Regions from separate parts of the Sus scrofa genome. Here region 1 is linked to region 2. Evidence: chromatin contacts called from public targeted proximity ligation data. All regions are on one chromosome and are shown on one strand. The core of a region is the stretch at or near the end of the contact, and the rest is flanking DNA. Distances in the headings are between cores, read along the strand shown.

What was found.
Region 1: a targeted proximity ligation map of alveolar macrophages shows a contact between it and region 2. A contact is called at or near these places in 4 of 47 Hi-C or Micro-C datasets (adipocytes, embryonic fibroblasts, epiblast stem cells and 1 more) and 2 of 2 datasets of targeted methods (alveolar macrophages and skeletal muscle).

Annotation. Positions count from the first base shown.
Region 1 is chr3:24,959,300-24,964,336 of Sscrofa11.1, reverse strand. It overlaps DNAH3 (dynein heavy chain 3, axonemal), which reads right to left. Exons shown (of 66, transcript XM_021086503.1): 20 at 4,205-4,416. Among named protein-coding and RNA genes, the nearest start is that of DNAH3, 51 kb to the right of the region's middle.
Region 2 is chr3:25,150,014-25,155,151 of Sscrofa11.1, reverse strand. It overlaps LYRM1 (LYR motif-containing protein 1), which reads left to right and starts at 3,140. Exons shown (of 4, transcript XM_021086518.1): 1 at 3,140-3,266. DCUN1D3 (DCN1-like protein 3) reads right to left here and starts at 3,651. Exons shown (of 4, transcript XM_021086516.1): 1 at 3,464-3,651.

The sequences.
Region 1 (5,037 bases), core at 1,032-3,531, 190 kb after region 2:
GATTTTCCAATTTTATTTAATTTTACTTTAAATAGCTGCATGCACCTAGTGGCTACTGAATTGGAGGTTGCAGGTCTGAGGATTTGGGAGGCAGCCTAGGGCCACCTTGCATTGTGTCTAGTTTCCTGGGGGTTATTCTCCCACCAGGACTTGGCATGATGCAAACTCGTGAGCATCTTACAGGCTCACAACCAGATCTTGGTTGTTCTGTTCTCTCAGGGCTGCGTACAGAACAAACCTGGGGCTTGACAAAAGCTACAATAAGGGTTTGCTGAATAAAAGGAGGAGGAAGTTGTGAGTACATGGATCAGGCAGATCCCCACCTTCTGTGAAGAGAGGATGCTGGGAAGGAGGAAGTTCTCCTCCACCAAAATCTTCCTTCTCAATCCAGCTTGTTGGAAATGTTAGCATTCCTTGTGCCTCTTCCTTTCACATAAATATTACCTGAACCTTTCTTTTAAGTGAAAATACCCCTGAAAAAGGTCTTTGATGAAGTCTCCGACAGCTTTTGAGCACTATTCTTAGGGACTGAGACATCTGGGCAGTATGAAGGTTTTGTGTGCTCAAGAAGCGGATGCGGGCTGAGGGGAATGAGCTGCTGTAAAAAAAAACCCTCATCTACTGCCCAGTTTTGTCTCTGTCCAGCTCCATCAGGATGAAAGAATATCAGGGCAGGACGGGACATGAAAGATGAGTCACGTTGTCTTATTTAGCGCTGCGTTCTTGCAGCCTGGTATTCAGTAGGCATCAATTAAGTACTTGTGGCATGAAAAGCGTGGATGAACCAACTAATTCAAATACCTTCCAGGCTGGATTCTGAGGACACCTGGAGGACCATTAAGGTAATGGAAATAATAAAGATACTGAACATTTATTGAGGGCTTACTATGTAGGCAACTGTTTTAAAAGCTTTACATACTTATTTCATTCTCCCAACATGGTGAGGAAGGTACCAATGTGTCATCATTCCTGTTTTACATAGAAAGAAACTGAGACAAAGAAATTAAGTCTCTGGTCTAAGACCATCTCTCTAATAGACCCTAAGAGCCATTGCAGAATAGGGATTTGGATCCAGTTCTGACTCCAAAGCTTTCATCCATCACATGCTAGTGTTTCCTGCAGGTCTTCTATGTATAACTGTGCAGGTTATACACTGGATAAACCCTAGAAAGTACAATTCACACTGTACTGCACAAAAGTAGCAGTCCCTAGAGCACAATCTGCACAACTGCTCCTGGTAGCCCTAGGCTCGCATTTATTCTCTAGTACCTAAAAATATGGCTTAGAACAACACACTCTCTCTGGGTTTAAATGACACAACTGTGTAAAGCACCTCGCCTAGTACTTGGCCTATGGAAGGACTCAGAGGCCTGTAGTTTTATTTTTTAAATTGCTTTTGTTTGTTATAGAGATTAACAAGGCATCTGATTTTCTACGAGCCTGAAGTTATGCCATCCAGTACATAACCACGAACCCCTTGTCACCATTGAGAATTTGCAGTGTGACTAAATCTACATGGAGTTGTGCTGTAGGCAAAAGCACACCCTATTTCAAAGACTTAGTAGGGAAACTGTAATGGGAGTGATCACATTAACACTTTTATATTGCTTGACTATTGACCTGACAATGTTTTAGAGAAGTTTGGTTAAATAGGTTCATAAAATTCACTTCACCTGTTTACGCTTTTAAAGAACGTGGCTACTAGAAACTTTAAAATTGCACATATGCTCGTGTTATAGTTCCACTGGGCAGCAGTGCCCTAGAGGGCCAGCTCCAGTACTCTTCAGTGCTATGTTACCGTGTTCTATCTTGTTTTAAGCCACAGTATCAGCAAAGTCTCTGTCTCAAACACAGAGACTAGTCTTTCCTGCCTAAGTTCTGGGTAATGGTCAGAAATCCTAACACAACCCCCTCATGACCCCAGAAGATTCATTTTGTAGTCTTGAAAGCTAAAGGTGGTTTAGCCTGCAGAGCCTTCCCCAGAACCAAATCTGTGCCCAAGGGTCTCCGGAGTTTGGCATTAGAACAGAGGATGCTTCCCCAGAGGCTGTCACTAGAGTGACTTGTTGTGTGACCTACAATGCAGGTGGGAATGGGGGCAGCCCTGAGTGTATCTGGTGGCCTTTGCCCTTTCTGAGCTTACCTGTGACACTTCAGCCCACTGAGACTCCCCACTGTAGGTGCTCTTTATTCAGATGCCACCTTCCCTCTTATCTATGGTAACTGACCATACAGTAACTTACCTACAGTAAGTGGATTACAGTGTACTCCACTCTTACCTGTCACTTACTGCCCCCTACTGTCCACTCCTCTCCCTGACCTGATATTTCTCGTCCCCTTTTCATCCATCAGGCCTGAGTGAAAAAGACCTAGATTCCAATTCTCTTCCCCACCACTCACTGGCCACATGACAATTTATTGTCCCTACTTCAATGGGTTGTTGGGAGGATGAAATGAGAGAATCTATATAAAGTATATAACAGTTCCCAGGGCATAGCTGGTATGCAATACACTTTAACTGTCAATGTTATTATGACTTTAATTCCAGGGAATTTTTTTACCCCCCAATTTGTCCATCTAAGTGGCCTATAAATGAAAATTTTTAGTGTCTACGAATGGTTAGGATTCTTTTTGTCTTTTTAGGGCAGCACCCATAGCATATGGAAGATCCCAAGCTAAGGGGCGAATCGGAGCTGCAGCTGTTGGCCTACACCATAGCCACAGCCACAGCCACATGGGATTGGAGCTGCATCTGCAACCTACACCACATGTCACAGCAACACCAGATCCTTAACCCACTGAGAGAGGCCAGGGATCGAACCTGCGTCCTCATGGATACTAGTCAGATTTGTTTCTGCTGAGCCATGGCAGGAACTCCAATGGTTGGGATTCTTAAATTTCCCATGTGTGAGAACAGTGTCATCAAAGGGGAAGCACCAGATGGAGGGGGTGTTTTTCTGAGTCCCCTGGAGCACTGTTTAAATGCCATTGATGAAGGCACTTTCTATAGTGCTATTTTAGGCAGAGACCTAGCATTGCTGCAGGGCACCTGTCTACCTAACTCCCTAACCCTCTGAATGGCTCAAAGTTCCAATCAGGCTAGGTCCACAGGAAGAGGCATGGCATACGTACCAAGTGAAGGCAGCTGCCCCTGTGCAGATCCCTCTCCTGGGGCAGCTCAAGACCAGAAGTCTCCCAGGGGACCTCCTCTGTCTTTCTTTACACCTTCTGCTTAAGTCTTGATTTTCAAGGCTTTCTGGGAACCTGAAAGCAGCTCCAATCTACAGAAAAATCCTGACTCTCTCATGTACCAGATCTCTGTTGTCCCAGGAGAGAGATGAGAATACCTCTAGCCACTGGGTGCAGGCTCCATTGACTGGAAGGTAATGGGTGTGCTCTCAGACTGAGTCCTTCTAGAGACAATGTCCTCAGTCTTGTGCATGGTTCACAGAGAGGGAATTCCAGGCCCAGGGAGAGAGGAATCTGCCTCTGGAGAGTCAGTTTCATCTCCACCTCCACACAGAGCAACTCCCTGGTAGAGACGACGTTTCAAGGCCCTTGAATGTGATGACTATTTTAGAAACACACTGAGTTCTCTCTTTTTTTTCTGCTTACTATTCACACCATATTTATATAACTCTCATACTTGGTTGCTTATAAAAATCCCACCATTTTTAGGGAGAATATTTGTTATTCTCATTTATAGACTCAAAAGGCTGAAAAAGACTGCACAGAGCCTGTCAGACAATACCACAGACAGCCCAAGCAGGAATCATCTGGCACTGTTAGGAGCCCCCAGGCATAGACGTGACTTTCTCTCCTGTGTGGCCTAGGACAAGGAAGAAATCCAGGCCCCTCCCATTGTAATTCCACATCCTGATCACCTTTTAGGACCCAGGGCAGCCATTTGCTTAGAAAAGCAGATAAGGAAAGCCTTTGTGGCCACTGGCTGGGACAACACTCAACCACCAGCAATGCAGTCCCTGGAGAAAAGGATCGACCTGTTTCTGGGGAGATGCAGGTGGTTATCCCCTTCCCTCAGAGGGCTGTCATCGCCTTACTCCCTCCTTTACTACCCGTTTGGCGTCAAGCAGCTTCTCCTTTCAGAAAGCAACAGCTTGACCCATCAATGGTCTCAGCTTCTCAAAGGGTTCCCAGGGCCAGGGACGGGTTGGGCTGGCTGGGGGTGGGCAGTGACAGGGACCTGCTGCCAATGCCGGTCTTTCATTCCTGGGTTGCAGGAAATGCTGAGGATAGGGATGTGCTGCTTGAATTTATCAATCTTGATTTTCACATTTTCTGCTAAGCGCCTGGGTGCAGGTACATCGGCTAGGGTCTTGGTCAATTTATACATCGTCCTCCACATATTCCCTACTTCCTCTGTGATTTCCTCAGCATTCAGTAGAAAGAGAGGCCCTGAAACAGAAAAGACGGGAGAGGGAAAGATCAGATCACCAAGCAGTGTTAGTCCTGTGGGCCTTTAATTCCCTGAATTTAGATCTGAGCCTATGGGATGGATGTGGAGCAAGCACCGGCTTTGGAGTTGGGTTTGAAACCTCTACTTAGCCAGTGAAGCCCTGGGCATGGTGACTGAACTGTTCTAAGCCCCAGCAGTCTCACCTGTGACACAGGAGTAATAACAGATGCCTTGGAGAGTGACTGTGAAAATTGTGTGAGATAAATAAGGCAGCTGACATAATGCCTGACATACAATGTACGTGTAGTTAGGGAATCAATTGTTAGGGGCTCTTGTCATGACTCAGCAGAAACAAATCTGACTCGCATCCATGAGGATGCAGGTTCGATCCCTGGCCTCGCTCAGTGGGTTAAGGATCCAGCATTGCAGGGAGATGTGATGTAGGCTGGTGTAGACACGGCTTGGATCTGGCATTGCTGTGGCTGTGGTGCAGGCCAGCAGCAACATCTCCAATTCGAACCACAGCCTGGGAACTTCCATATGCCACGGGCGTGGCCCTAAAAAGACAAAAAGAAAAAAACAAGAAAAAAAAAGGCAATCGATTGTTAGTATAAGTTGTA
Region 2 (5,138 bases), core at 1,891-4,390:
ATTCATTTTTCCCAAACATTAGAAGGTTTCATTTAGCATTTCTAATACTAACTTTACGACAAATAGCCCAAGCAACATCTAAGTCTCGCAACTGCCCGGTTCAAAGGGCCAATTCACTCCATGAACACACTAGTCACTGTTGCCGAGTTCAAAAGAAGAAAACGGCATAGTCTTTCTGTTTTGGCCCACTGTGACATGGCTAAAGAGGGCCAAATCAAGGAGTCCTGACCAGGCCTCTCAAGTGGACAATCTGGTCAAGGTGAGGCCACAAAGCAGCTAACACTGGAAATGAATGGCCCCAACAGAAGGCAAAAGTAGGTTACATCACTTGATTATATGCCAGCCCCAGAGATGCCAACAGAGTGGGACTGTGCCCGCAATGGTCATTTATCTAATGTAATCCATGATGTCAACTTTCAGCACCAACCTACACCTCAGCTGAGTGTTATTTATTAGTCATCAGGCAGACCAGACAAAAGCGGGAAGATTGCAACATAAAATCCGCCTAGAAAAAACAACTTCAAACTTAGATCCTGACGACCACCTCTGAAGACCAACAGGGTCATATTATTACCACTTGCCCAACCTTCAACCCTAAATTCATACACAGCTGGAAGCAAAGGAGGATTTATATACTAAAAACACATCTGGGGTACTCATTATGCAATTTTTAAAAGTTTATAAGACAAAATCCTGTAAAGAAAAGGCATGCTCTCAAACATCTCACTGAATTCTTTCTTCCCTTTTTTTTTTTTTTTTTTTTTTTTTTTTTTGTCTTTGTAGGGCTGCACCCATGGCATACAGAGGTTCCCAGGCTAGAGGTAGAATCAGAGCTGCAGCTGCCGGCCTACACCACAGCCACAGCAATGCCAGATCCAAGCCGCATCAGCAACCTACACCACAGCTCATGGCAAGGCCAGATCCTTAACCCACTGAGCAAGGCCAGCGATGGAACCTGTGTCCTCATGGATGCTAGTCAGATTCATTTCCACTGAGCCATGACAGGAACTTCATCTCACTGATTTTTTAACACATGGCTTGAGATCCATCTGCCAAAAAAGTTCCAGATGACCACTGCCTCCTCCTCTCCCACTCTCAGCAGGGTGACTTTTTTTTTTTTTTAAATATAATAGGCCAAGTATACCCTCAAAGTAGTATGTGGTAAGACTCTAGGAAAGGCAACAGAATTAAAACGGAGCATCATTTTACAATTCCTTCTCCTTCTTACTCTTATTTTGCCTACCTATTTATGAGCCTATTTCCACCTCTCTGACCTAGAATCTTTTCACTCTCCTCTCTCCCCTAACCCATCTTCCCTCATCTCCTTTCCGCCTACCTCTTTTTTCCTCCCTGAAACTTGCCAAACTCACTCCAGACAGTTTCTGCACTAGCTACTCCTTGAACTTGGAAGGCTCCTCCCCTATCTCTGCATAATGGGCTCCTTTTCATTCGAAGCTCAGCTTAAGCGTCACCTCCTCCGAAAGGTCTCCGACTATATCTCAATCAGACACTTTCTATCACATCACTCTTGTTTCCTTCAGCACTTATCAAAATCTCATTTGCTTATTTATCTGTCCCCACACCACCTCCACTCTAACCTAAGCTCCAGGGCAGCGTGGACCTTACTGCTGTGTTCACCTTCACAGACCCATTGCCTGAAATAATAGCTAGCAATTAGTAGCCAGTCAAGAAAAGTTTGTTGATTGAATGAATTTTGGAGTTTTTAGTCAATGATTCCAATTCAGCTAAAATGAGAAAAGTAGTCATTTTTTTCTTCTGTTACATTTCTGTGAAACATCTAAACATGCCATTACTTGTACAATCAAAGCATTAAATATTCTGTTTTATCAGGCTTGAAAGCCCCGATGAGTAGAATGGAACCCATGTTATGATAATTTGTCTAGCAATAAGCATATAAATTCAGTTGCAGAGGAACAGGATTTATGGACTTTTTCTAATCAAATGATCCCTAAAATTTGGGCACCAACTCTTCAAGTTCTTCAGAAAACACAGCTCCAGATTCAACAAAGAATTTATTTCCAAATTTATAATCCAAAAAAGATTTCCAAAGAAAATATCAACACCAAAATAGGAATCATCACACTTCACTCTGAAATCCCTACAAAAGGCTAAAGTAGCACTACATTTTTTTCCCCCTTAAACCAACAGAATATCAACGGAGATCTTCTTCTTCAATCATTCTTTGCAATTTTCAAATGATTTTTTTACATCCCTTATTGGTTTACCTTCTTCCTTAAAACAAAACTAAACAAGTCACAATGTCTTATTTAACGCCACTTATATACAAACATTCAGCTAAATAAATAAGATGGAAATCAGTACAAGCCAAATGTGTCATCGAAGACTTGTGTGCCAGACACACAAGTGGAGAGAAAGATAAAAGAGCTATTGTCAAATTGTAGAAACAAAAAAGTACATGGGGTTTTCTCTTCTCCAAAGTGCATTATGAAGTGTGGGTGGAGAAAAACACAGAAATCCAGAATTAGCCTAAGATCAAAACATTCTGGAAAGAGTTGACAACATTTAAATTCCTCACATATAAAGTATTCAGAGGAAGAGACCTTGATTCCTGGACTATGATGCCATTCAGGAATCCCTGCAAGGCTTTGGAATTCCAGTATTCTTAGGAGAAAATGCTTATCTTAATCGGGAGCGACCGGGCATTGAGAAGTACTCCCAAAGAGACACAGCTTGTAACTGAAGTATTACAAAGCTTGAAGTTAAGATCTGGGATAGAAGCAGAACACCAAATTCAAAAGAAGGTACCAAGACGAAAGGGAAAAAGAAAAAGAAAAAAACACGATTACTACTTAGCCACGGAGAATTAAAGTGGAAAGGAGGGGTATGCATGGGGGAGGATGGGGGTGGGGGAGAATAGAAAAAAACAATACATTTGTCACCCTGTCCCACTTCCTATACAGGATACAGGCAAAGCTTCCAGCCCCATTACCTCAGGCACAGATGGTTATCGTTTACAGCAAAGGTGCATAGGAAGGCCTCCAGGTCTGAGCCCCTTAATTCCAGGGCTGTTAATGATTAAAGAGAAGGATGGGGGTGGGGAGGGAAATGAGGGCGGAGGAGCTGGAGATTCACCCACCACCTCCTGCTTGGGCTCCTACCTCACTGCACTTACCAGGGGCAGAAGACTAGAGTTTGCACTCCCTCCAGGGCAGCTCCGGCCCCCAGAGCCCCAGGCCTTGGGTGGCGGGTGGGGGGTGCCGGCGGTGGAGGGGCAGAGACAGTAGGTAAGTTTTCTGAGCCTGGGGCTGACACGCCACAGGGCCCCCTCACAGCGTCTTCCTCCAGCGGGACCAGTCCAGACAAGGCGCCGATTTCCACTCCTCCCCTTCTACCCCCCTTTCTCGAAGGTACCCAAACCCCCGCCCCTTCATCTCCCAAAGCCTCCCCTTTTCCTCATACACCCCCCAACCCCCAAACTCACAGCTGCTCCAGAGGTTCCTCCAGTCAAACCCTTTCTGGAAACGACGGCGGCCCGGCAGGTCCAAACCACCTACCATCCCCGCTCGCGTCTTCAAGCACCCTACCCCCACCGCCGCCGCCGCCTCTTCTTCCACCACTGCCGCCGCCTCCTCTTCATCTGCGGCCCACCGGCGGCGGCCGCCCCGAAACCCCGCCCCCTCCATCGCCTCCTGCATCATCACTTCCGGTAACCCCGCGGGCCGCCCGCTCCGGGAGGCGGAATAGGAGAAGGGCGGGGAGGGAACGAGGGGCAGGTTGCGTCACGACGTACGCAAAGACGTACGAAGCCGTCGCCAAGTAAGGGCAAAGACCTAGCGACGCGGAGGGAGGGCTAGGAGGAGATGGACTGGCCCATTTTCGGGGGGGGGGCTGGAATCCGGGGGAGAGGAGAGCGGAAGGGGGAAAGGAAAAATAAGAAAAGGTTGAACTTGGCTATAATTGTTGCGAATACGGTGGAGGGTGGTCTAGAGTGTGACGTTTAAGGAAGGCTCTAGCCTACCCCCGACCTGGTACGAATGCTCCCACGGAGGTTCGTCTGGTGGTTTGGTCTGGCCTGGCCTACCGGACCTGCTTAAGCTCTGTCGACCACGGCTCAGCTGGGCTCCCGGCGCCGCCTCCTCCCAGTCTGCCGTAGGCTGCGGCGCTTCTGTGGGTGGGGGAAGGCTGGACTGACGCAGAGTGAGTGTAGAGAATGGAGACGCTGACTCCTGGCGCGGGAGACTGGGGGAAGGGGTTGGCTCCCAAGGGGCAGGGATGGGTGAGGGTGGGGGGTGCGACGTTGCTAGGAGACGAGCCTGTGTGACCCCAGCCTCGCGAGGGCGGCTCGGTGTCCCCGCTGCTGGCGTGGGGAACCTGCCAAGGGAAGTGGCTCCAGGGCCAGGAAGGGGAAGCCTGGTTTGGGAATGCTGAAAATGCTGGTTTGGGGACCATCTGGGATGTCTGAAACCTTTGGATTCCCGAATGTCAATGGGAGATTAGTAGGGGCAAATTAGTAGGGCGAGGGAGGAAGGTTGACAGGACACCGATACTTTCTAAGATAATGAGAACTAGCTTCTTAGTGCAAAAGGCGTTGGTCTGTGATTCGAGTCTGGGAGAAAGTTAAAAAGTAAATCAATAAAAAATATCAGCAAGTGAGGAATGCCCCAAAGATAGTAATATCAGATGAAGTGGTAGAAGATGGGGTGAGGGCCACTTTAAATCCATAAAGCTACTCAGAGGAGGCTGAGTTTTGCAGAAATCCGAGAAAAGAAGGAAGGTAGGGAATGAGCTTTCTAGGTGGTGAAAAGAGCCAATGGGCAGGGATCTGAGGAAAGAAGGGAAGAAGGCCAGGTGCTTGGAGTAGGAAGGAATAAAAGCAAGAGCCAGGCAGAGTGGTCTGTGATGGAGAAGTGGCAGGGCTTGATCTAGTCTAGTCTTTTAGCCCACGGTGAGGGTTCGGCTGCTACTACATTACTGGAGGGTTTTAAGAAGGAGTGACCAAATCTGATTTATATTTTTAGCAAATCATTCTTGGCTATTGGATAGAGAAGGGTAGAAGTAGTCAGACCTGTTATGAGGCTGTTGCTGTAGGCCAGGTGAGAGGTGACAGTAGTGTTATGATCACAATGGAAATAGAATTGAATTCAGAATGTATTCTG